Regions from separate parts of the Mus musculus genome. Here all the other regions are linked to region 3. Evidence: chromatin contacts called from public HiChIP or PLAC-seq and Micro-C data. All regions are on one chromosome and are shown on one strand. The core of a region is the stretch at or near the end of the contact, and the rest is flanking DNA. Distances in the headings are between cores, read along the strand shown.

The links. Hi-C and Micro-C count contacts between places; a contact is called where the count stands out from the background. HiChIP or PLAC-seq counts read pairs in DNA pulled down with a chosen protein or histone mark.
Region 1: an H3K4me3 HiChIP or PLAC-seq map of bone marrow-derived macrophages shows a contact between it and region 3, with 4 times the contacts expected there. The contact joins two enhancer-like sites. A contact is called at or near these places in 5 of 39 promoter capture datasets (3T3-L1-derived adipocytes, HPC-7-derived erythroid cells, embryonic stem cells and 1 more), 1 of 15 datasets of contacts at CTCF or cohesin (CD8 T cells), 30 of 484 Hi-C or Micro-C datasets (the AML12 cell line, the C10 cell line, CD4 T cells and 17 more) and 7 of 115 datasets of contacts at active chromatin or transcription factors (astrocytes, bone marrow-derived macrophages, embryonic basal ganglia and 4 more).
Region 2: a Micro-C map of the G1E-ER4 cell line shows a contact between it and region 3. The contact joins two enhancer-like sites. A contact is called at or near these places in 5 of 39 promoter capture datasets (the C10 cell line, cranial neural crest, liver and 2 more), 1 of 15 datasets of contacts at CTCF or cohesin (the NIH/3T3 cell line), 16 of 484 Hi-C or Micro-C datasets (the 4T1 cell line, the G1E-ER4 cell line, the MC3T3-E1 cell line and 10 more), 10 of 115 datasets of contacts at active chromatin or transcription factors (bone marrow-derived macrophages, embryonic basal ganglia, embryonic fibroblasts and 4 more) and 1 of 9 other capture datasets (embryonic stem cells).

What each region holds. Positions count from the first base shown.
Region 1 is chr15:38,096,672-38,099,913 of GRCm38.p6, reverse strand. No RefSeq gene overlaps it. Among named protein-coding and RNA genes, the nearest start is that of Ubr5, 19 kb to the right of the region's middle. Within about 2 kb of position 1,568, at least 1 of the 459 cell types and tissues checked has an H3K27ac peak or open chromatin away from gene starts, as enhancers often do. A contact at or near this core is called in bone marrow-derived macrophages, where this site is marked.
Region 2 is chr15:38,050,064-38,053,418 of GRCm38.p6, reverse strand. All of the region lies in intron 1 of Ubr5 (ubiquitin protein ligase E3 component n-recognin 5), which reads left to right. Among named protein-coding and RNA genes, the nearest start is that of Gm22353, 6.5 kb to the left of the region's middle. Within about 2 kb of position 1,383, at least 16 of the 459 cell types and tissues checked have an H3K27ac peak or open chromatin away from gene starts, as enhancers often do. A contact at or near this core is called in the G1E-ER4 cell line, where this site is marked.
Region 3 is chr15:38,243,334-38,246,699 of GRCm38.p6, reverse strand. It overlaps the pseudogene Gm8705. Among named protein-coding and RNA genes, the nearest start is that of Odf1, 26 kb to the right of the region's middle. Within about 2 kb of position 1,684, at least 221 of the 459 cell types and tissues checked have an H3K27ac peak or open chromatin away from gene starts, as enhancers often do. A contact at or near this core is called in the G1E-ER4 cell line and bone marrow-derived macrophages, where this site is marked.

The sequences.
Region 1 (3,242 bases), core at 319-2,818, 150 kb after region 3:
AGTAGGGTACATGGCAAGCCCCAAACGTCAGCATCCTCAACTCTCTCCTCATCTCTCATAGTCTTGCATTCACACTGCTTCTGCTAAGATTTTTAATGCCCTTGTTGGGTCTTAATGATGGCTGTAAAGCCACTGGGTTAATAGATTGTCTTCAGAGAGAATAAATGCTCTCTCCACTTCTATATACCCCTTAGATATGCTTCTCATTGAAAAAGGTCAAAAATCAAGCCTGTATCCTGGCAGTTTGTCTGTCAGCATCATCCCAGTACCACTGACTAGTAGGAGTCATACGGGACAAAAGTCAGGGGAATCTAGAGTTGAAGCAGTCTTGCCACTTTAGGGATGCAATCTTTTGATGGTTGGTTTTGTTGACTTGACACAATGTAAAATCACCTGAGAGGGAAGTCTAAATGAAGGATTATCAGCATCAGGTTGGCTTGTGGGCATGTTTGTGGGAAGCTATCTTGATTACATTAATTGTAGTTGAAAATCTGTCCACTTCGAGTGACAACATTCCTTAGAAAGGGACTCTCAGATTAAGAGAGAAGTGGGCAGAGTATAAACTTGCAAGCATTTTTTTCTGTTTCTTTCTTTCTTCTTCTTCTTCTTTTTTTTTTTTTAATTTATTTATTACATGTAAGTACACTGTAGCTGTCTTCAGACACACCAGAAGAGGGCATCAGATCTCGTCACAGATGGTTGTGAGCCACCATGTGGTTGCTGGGATTTGAACTCTGGACCTTCGGAAGAGCAGTCGGGTGCTCTTACCCACCGAGCCATCTCACCAGCCCTCTTTTTTTTTTTTTAAATTATTATTTTTTTTTCAAGACAGGGTTTCACTATGTAACTCTGGCTATATGGCAACTCACCATGTAGATTAGCCTGGCCTTGAACTCAGACTCTGCCTGCCTCTGCCTCCCCAGTGCTGGGATTAAAGGTGGCTACTATTTCTGGCATGTTTCTGTTCTTGACTGTGGATGTAACTAGTGACTCAAGTTCCTGCCACCCTGACTTTAAGTTGGTACTGTAAGCTAAATAAACTCTTCCTCCCTAAAGTTACTTTTGTTAGGGTGTTTTATCATAGCAAACAGGGGAAAAACTAAGATAAAAATCGTGCCCGAGTCCACCAACGCATACTTTACTCTCTGCATTTAGCCTCTTGGGTTTACATGTAATTGTGAAGAAAAGATAGCATACAGAGGAGGAAGAAATGAAGGACTGATACGTGTGTAACCCTTTCCTCATTGAAATTATGAAATTCCACTGGAAATGATGGCACACATATTTAACCCCAGCAGGAGGGTCTCTGTGGATATAAGGCTAACCTGGTCTACATACAGTTCTAGGACAGTCAGAGCTACATAATAGATATATTATCTAAACAAACAAATAATACAACAAAATTCTGAAATGCTGATTTCCTTACACTTGAGACCTTGAGTTCAGTCAGAGGGCAGGAGAGCCAACCTTTATTCCTTTGTTGATTTGACAGCCCTGGCCCTGTAGCCCTCTCCTCCTCAGGATTTGGGGGTGACATCACTCATAATGACAGGCATCATGTGTGTGTGCTCAAGGCTCACAGACGAGGCTAGGCCATAGTTCCTTACAGAGTATCTAAGATCTATTTTCTAGTCTGTAGGAACAGCCACTAATTAAAGCATTTGGTGCTATTTGTGAACCTACTATTTTTGGCTTTTAGGTCATTTCCCATCTGTAACCCTTGTCACCCACTTGTGATCATAAAGAACAAGGTCAGCATATCTGCTCTTGTCATTTCTCATCTAGTTATAAATATAATGTATCCATTCTGTTAGTTCTAGGAACCAGAAAAATCCTGAGTGGCTCTGGCCACAGTAAAGAATATAGACACTTACACATAAGTCAAACCATCTGCTGAATAAATAAATATCACCCAAGTGTTCTGTGACAACACTTTCACAACAAATCAAAGTATGGTTACCACTAAAGTCCAACTTGGTGAACTAATGAGTTTTATAGAGGTTACCTGCAGGAGTATGGATGAGGAATGACTTACAGGAGCAGAAATGACTCAAAGACAGCTGCATCACCAAAGCCCACCCCAGCATGGGTGACAGCTCACAAAAGCTGGGAACCTGAAGCATACTGCACAGCTAACAAGCAGCTCAACAGGTTGTAGAGTGTCCTTTCCAAGGGATTTAGTTGGTATAAATGTCTTCCACGTGGCTCAGCTGGTTTTTGCTTCTTCTAGGCAGCTGGTCTAGCCTCAGAGTCTTCTTTACAGCTTGGCTTGTCTGAACAAAAGCTCTCTCTCCAGGTTTATTGTTAATTTTTTGGGGGGGGGGGGCGGCTAGTGAATCTGGTCAGTTTCAGGAACTTCCTGAAGTTTTTTATTTTTTTAAACTTTCCGTCTTAAAGTCTTCCTTGCAAGATAGAACATTTCAATCTTAAAGAAACTAACACTTAACACCAAAGTTGAGGGTATGGTGATAATATGGCTGAGAATTTTAAATGTTAAGATGATTAGTAATAACAGTATCACCCATAGGGGCTGTTGAAAATTAAATTATTACATGAAGGTGTAACGTTACATGTTAATTATACAGATTTCTAGTCTACATGTTTATCTAGATATACATAGACTCTCTAGACTCTTCTGATTTAGAATCATAAGATTTGCCTAATAGCCAGTTTGCTGTGTGCCCGTGAGAAGTATTCACTCTCTGATATTGTTTCTTATTGTCTGTAAAGTGGAGGTGGTAATGTTACTTACCTTACATACATGGGTCCAGGAACGTTACAAATGTTTTGTTTGTTGGCTAGTTAGTCTCCTTCCTTCCTTCCTTCCTTCCTTCCTTCCTTCCTTCCTTCCTTCCTTCCTTCCTTCCTTCCCTTCTTCCCTCCCTCCCTTCCTCCCTCTCTTTCATCTACTTTTGAGACAGGTTCTTAAGTAATATAGGTTGACTGCAAACTGCTAAAAATGGCCTTGAGCTCCTGTTCCTCCTGGCTCTACCTCCTGAGAGCTGAGATTATAGGCATGGGCCAACATAGCAGGCTCGCAAAGCTTTGGTTGTGAGTATGATTCAGACGCTGATCTTTCATTATCAGGTAATTGGTACACAGTGATCACCGGGCAGCCCGTTCACAGGGTGCACACTACTACAACCCCAGGAGTGATAACAAGTTAAAGACATACATTGTTCAGAAAGGGCATCAATGTGGGGCCTGGGCACATATAGTTGTTAAAGCTATGACCCATAAAA
Region 2 (3,355 bases), core at 134-2,633, 190 kb after region 3:
TTTCTAGTATCATCAAGTTTTCAAACCAGAATTTGAGCTTTCTCAGAAACTCTGGGAAGCTTGTCATTGTGAGCCTGACACTGTAGTAACATGAGCAGTAATAATTTTGACACTTTGCAAAAGTATTTTCCACATGATAGCATATGCCTCTATAGATGAATCTTGCTTGGATTCATGGGTCACTGCCAGATTCAGCACTGCCCTGAACGGTTCAGAAACCATCATTTAGTTACCTAAAAATGATACTGAAATGCTCTGCTAGTACGGAAGTCTCCTGCTTGGCACCCTAGGTGTCCAGCAGTCTCTTGGAAAATAAGTAGCTACAGCTAGGCTGCACACATGTAGCTGTATCTGGAGGCAGGGGCAGGTGGATCTGAGTTCAAGGACATCCAGGGAGACAGAGAAACCCTGTCTTGAAAAAATCAAAAAACAAACAAACAAGCAAAAAAGAATGTATCTTCTCCCAAATTTTTAATGTGTCTGTATTTGTCTTGGCAATGGATGTCTTCTCTGGTGGAATACCAAAAGATGAGTTTAAAATTCTCTTAATCATAATTTAGGTCTGCAGACACAGTAACCTTTCTTGGCTTTTCTTAAATTTTTTTGTTTGAATTAAATCCTTTATTCTTAAATAAAATTGTGGTTAGATAAGAACATCATTCCACAAATGATAGCTAGTCAGAAGTTAGGGTGGGGTCACTTTAAAGGCTGTTTGCTAAAGTGGTTATTAAGGGGTAAGTTATTGAGTTTTGTCTCTGTCTTAGCTATGATTTACTTATAAAAATACTATGGGGGCTGGGGATGTAGCTCAGTTGGTAGACTGTAGATTCAGTACCCAGTATCATACAAACCATGTGTGAGAAGCACACATCTATTATCCTGTCACTCAAGAGGTGGATGCAGGAGGATCAGAGCCGCTCCAGGTCATCACTGGCAGATAGTCAGTTTGAGGTCAGCTTAGGTTACAGGAGAACCCGTCTCAAACAGCAATAACAGCAACTCCTCCCAAGCTCCCCAAGATTAACATGGGCAGATAATGACATAACCTCAAAACAAATTTATATGTTTACACAGTTAATTGTCATTCTTTAAGGTAGAAGCCTGGAGGTTAATTCTTTTGGTATTAAGACCAAGAATCTCTTTTTTTTTTTTTTTCTGAAACGGTTTATAAAGTACCTTACTCTTGACTGATGGGATTGCATGGGAGGCTAGGGAAAGACTCTGGAGGCAAGTCCACTGCAGTATGTGTGAGGACACTGGAGACAAGAACACGGAGCTAGAATGTTCACAGTGAGATTTGAGAGGAAAGGCAAGCTGCAGATGTCTGTGGGAAAAAGTTAGGACTGCCAGGAAACATGGGTGTCTGAGCTGGACACGGCCTCGGGGAAGTGTGCTGAAGGCAGACCACACTCGAGCAAGCTCTCCACTCTTAGACTTCCACATGTGTGGGAAGCAGCACTTGGAGGGTGGGATATGAGGAAGAGCCAAAGCTTCAGGGACCTACCTCTGTGTTCTTCATCAAGAATATAATTATAATTGCATTTGGGCTGTGTCTGACTATTTAGAGATCTGGTTTGTGGCAGTAAGTAGACAGAGTTTAAGAACTGAAGAACCTCACTATGTGCTGTGCCTAAGTAGGATCTGTGAAAGTTACCTTTGAAATCTACTACGTTGGGGACAGTGGGACAGGCTCCATGGGCTTTCCAGAGTAATAGTAGTGTTAGCTCCTAATAGGTACTGCTAAGAAAGAGTCAGTTTGCCACTTAACGATTCTCGAGCTGGCAAAATGGCCCAGCAGTTAAGAGCACTGACTGCTCTTCCGAAGGTCCTGAGTTCATATCCCAGCAACCGAATGGTGGCTCACAACCATCCATAATGAGATCTGATGCCCTCTTCTGGGTGTCTGAAGACAGCGACAGTGTACTCACATTAAAAAAGAAAGATTCTAGTCTCTGCATCTGAAAATTATATGTGTAAGAGATCAAACAGGCACCGAGGCGCTGAGTTGGAATATGGGGCACATTTTAGTATTGAACAACACAGCAGATAGGGTTGTCATAGACTTATTGCCAGCCTGCCCAGCTGTGTGTTACTGCCATCTCACAGGCTTACCTGTCTGCTGTTGTTATGAGGTTATTGAAACATTTATGTGTGAGTGAAATTTGATGAGCTTTAGGCTTTTTTTTTTTTTTTTTTTTGAGAAGAGAAATTTACTGTGTTACTGTTACAAGAACGTGTTTCATCTTCTGGCCTGAGCCCCTTTACAGCAGACTGCTGCGGTGGTTACATGGTTACATAGGCGCACTGGTGTGTTAACAGCCGTGGCAGTGGGCTGTCTTGGCCTGTGGCCTGTGGCTGCTCAGCTGGGCTGTGTCCTGCAGAGAGAGGCAGGCTCTCCTTAGTAGAGCCCATGTGTGCGGGAGGCTTTCCTCCAGTGTGCTCTGGAGCCAGTTGACTATAACCACCCCGAGAAGTGAAAGAACCATCCAGTTTATGTATTTTTGAGATTGGATTTATGAATCAAGTTGATAATATTTGGTTTAACATTCTAGGTGATTATAAAATCTGCTCATATGAAATTTCAAATGGCTAGGATTTTTGATATATCAGATGCTATTTAATTCATTAAAAAACCATTTATTGTGTATGTACATGTCATGGCACTCTCAGGAGGACAGAGGCTTTCTGAAGAAGTTAGTTCTCTTCCCATCATGTGGGTTTTGTGGATCCAACTCAGGTCATCAGACTTGGCAGCAAGCACCTTTACGTGCTGAGCCATTTTGTGGACCCTAGTAAATGCTACTTTTTCATAAACATTCCATATGGTGATCCTCTGATAGACCTGTTTTTTATGTATTAGTAAGAATTCTGAGACTGAGAAGCAGCAGAATAACTAACAGTTCTTCTTCGCACGATGAGAACTCGCAGAGCTGAGCCAGACAGAGAGCAGAGAGGCCCGCACCTCTGACTATGTTGTGGGTGCTGGTGAGCATTTTCTGCGTGCCTGGGACAGTTGTTAGGAGTTCTCTTTTCCTTTCTTTTTATTTTTTTTTTCTTTTTGAGTCATGGTCTTGTTATGTACCCAGCTGTCCTAGAACTCACTGTCATTTTTCTTGGCCGCTTTGAGTGTAGAGTCTCACCATCTTTAACTTTTGTTAAAGAAACACTGAGTGTTAGATTTATTTTGTGACAGTCTTGCTCTTGCACCTCTGGTTTCCCTGGAGCTCACCATGCACATTAGTCAGGCCTCAAACAAGTTTGACCCTCCTCTTTTTGCCTCCTGCATTCTGCATGTGCGAGCATGCTGGGTTGTGGAGAGCTGTCCTTTTCGGACAGGTTGAATATATGAACGTGT
Region 3 (3,366 bases), core at 435-2,934:
ACACTACCTAACCCCTCTGGCCCCTGGTAGAAAGGAGGCACTCTCAGGCACTCTTGCCTGTTGGAAATGGGGCTGTTTGAAAGCAGCGCCATTCTCCTACAGTGCAGGCCCTCAGAGCATTCCCTGAAAGCTTCCTTGGCCTGCTGATGTGCTGACAAGGGAGTGTTTCAGATTGCCACTAGCCACTTCTACCAGAGTCCTCCTTGCATGAGGGCTATGGGCAGACGTGGTTCCTTGGTCTTTCAGCCACATGTGTGTCACCGCTCCAGCTTGAAACAAACAAACAAACAAAAAACAACAACAATGTCCTGGGGAATTCAGGTCCTTTTGCTTGAGTGGCAAATGCTTCATTGACTATGCCCCACCCTCTCAGAGTTTTACCAAGTTCTCTTCTGCTAGTCCCCCGCTTTATCCTAGGCTGTTGCTTACAGTCTTAGTTTTGTGTGATTATGAAATGAATTATACCTCACCCCATCTCACATATTCAAATCCAAACTCCTAATATTTCAAAATATAACTGGTTTTGAAGATAAGCTCTACCCCCACCCCACCCCTGCTCTTTGAGACAAGATCTCATGTAGCCCAGGTTGTCCTGGAATTCCCTGCCAAGCTGAGCCTGGCCTTGAATTATTTATTATTTTTTATTTAAAAAGTGTTTATTATTTTATGTATGTGGATGTTTTGCCTGCATACATTTCTGTGTAGCACCTATGTGTAATGGTCTGGGAGGCCAGAAGAAGGCACGAGATAACCTGGGACCAGAATTACAGAAAAGTAATTCATGTACTTTTAGCCTCTGCTTCTGTCCCAGACTCCCTCCCAAAACTAATGTCAAGTTGTCTTGTGGACTGCGGTCATCTAGAAATCCTCCTGAAGAGAATCTACTCCCAAGCTCACTCTGTGGCTGTCATTGGTGGCCCCTACTGATGGGTGGGTAGAGGTGATGTCAATTCCTCACCATTGAGTGTCTCCATGGGGCAATTCTTGGTGGGGTGGCTGACTTCACAGTGAGCAAGGAACGGATGGGCTCAGTGGAACACAGCCTTTAAAATTTTTATTCCTTATTTATTTTATGAGATGAGTATGGACTTGTGCATGCTGGGAAAATACTACCGAGCTACAGAACCAACCACAGCCCAATCTTCTTATAACCCAGCCATGACATTTGGGGTATTCCATTCAGTAGAGGCAAATCAAGAGGCTCAGCCTACACACGAGGGGAGGGAACTGCACACACACACCCATGCCCGTTCGTGCACACACAACTTTTAGACAACTCTGATCCCTGGGTGCTGGCCAGAGGGGCTCCCCAGCAGAGCAGTCTAGCATCCTTCTTAGGGGCTCCTTAGCTTGCTTAGCGCTAAGCTTAGTTTTGACATCTTCAATCAAAACAGAGGATTAAGAAGGAGCCTGTAACATTCCATTGCACTAGCAAGAGAGAAGAAAGAGTGTGGGCTCACAGCTTGACAGATTTGGCAGGGAAAAGATAACAGGATGTCTCAATGGCTCTGTTTTCCAGTGAACCAGGAATTGTGGTTGCTAGCTAGAATTGAGTCATCGAGGGTGTGGCAAAGATTGCAAACTGAAACACAAAGCCACATTTCCTGGGGTTCCTTTTCCAGTTTATAGAGTGGCCCGGCCAGGAACTACATTTCCCAGAATTCCTCAAACCTGGGGCACCACGTGAGTAGTTCTTGCCAATAGGGTAGGGGAGAAGCAAACCAAGGCATTTCCTAGGCAGGGAGCCTAGCAAGAGGCTTCTCTTTCTGAGCATAAAGCATTTCGAGACTCCAGGAAGGAGTCACAAGATTAAAAGGCACCTGGACCACAGAAAGACAACAATTAGGAAGACCTGCTCTGGGTTTGTGCATGAGCAAGGAACACGAATTATTTCTCAAGCCACTGAAAATATAGTTTGATGACGGCAACAGGTAGGGGTTACCATAACAATCCGACCTCATGGGCTCGAAACTTGACAAATAGCACACGACTGTCAATGAGTGGACACAGGGCAGCTGGTAGTGGGCCCGGCCTGAAGAGTCTCCCTGACCTTGGCAGGACACTGGATGGTGGTGACCCATTATATAGTTCCATTGCCCGGGTTGGGCAGAGCTGCCTAACTGTGACCCCAGAATCTTAATACGACCCCAAGAGAAAGGTACCCTGAAAATGGCTGAAATCGTTCTTACTGCCACACTCTCACAACTGGGTTTGAAATAAATGACTGTGGCTCGGTAGGAATGCCGACAGCAGCATTTATTTGTACTTGTTGAAGATTACGCTAGTCTCCAACTCTCCACCCTGACAAGTCAATAGGATGTTAGTCTCAGAATTAAGGGTGCTGCGAGTTTCTTCCTGCTGTGAACATCGGGGGTGGGGGTGGGGTGGGGGTGGGGGTGGGGTGGGGGTGGGGGGGACTGGCCTCTGCCTCCCGGCCACCTCCCTCACTCCATGGCCCTGAAGCAGTAATCTGCGATCCTGCCTCAGCCCAAGAAACCCATACTGGCTGCTGCCCCGAAGCTGAAGGACAAGTCGGCCTCTCCCGGCCTGCCAAAAGGAGAAAAGGAACAGCAAGAAGCAACTGAACGTATTGATGAAGTACAAAATAAAATAGACAGACTTAATGAACAAGCCAGCGAGGGAATGTTGAAAGTAGAACAAAAATATAACAAACTCCGCCAACCATTTTTTCAGAAGAGGTCAGAATGGATCTCCAAAATCTCAAATTTTTGGTAACAACATTCGTCAACCATCCACAAGTGTCTGCACCGCTTGGGGAGGAGGACGAGGAGGAGGACGAGGAGGAGGACGAGGAGGAGGACGAGGAGGAGGACGAGGAGGAGGACGAGGAGGAGGACGAGGAGGCTCTGCATTATTTGACCAGAGTTGAAGTGACAGAATTTGAAGACATTAAATCAGGTTACAGAATAGATTTTTATTTTGATGAAAATCCTTACTCTGAAAACAAGGTTCTCTCCAAAGAATTTCATCTGAATGACTTTGTCCGTCTTCAAAGTCCACCGAAATCAAATGGCAATCTGGAAAGGATTTGACAAAGCGCTCAAGTCGAATGCAGCGTAAGGCCAGCAGGAAGAGGCAGCACGAAGAGCCAGAGAGCTGCTTTACCTGGTTTACTGACCATCCTGACGCAGGTGCTGACGAGCTAGCAGAGGTCATCAAAGATGACATTTGGCCAAATCCCTTGCAGGACTATTTGGTTCCTAATAGGGATGATGAAGAAGGAGAGGCAGGTGATGATGATGAGAGGAAGGGTTGGAAGATATCGATGAAGGAGTTGAGGATGAAGGTGAAGATGATGAGGGTGAAGGGGAGGAGAGGATGACTAGCACTGATGGACTCCAACCT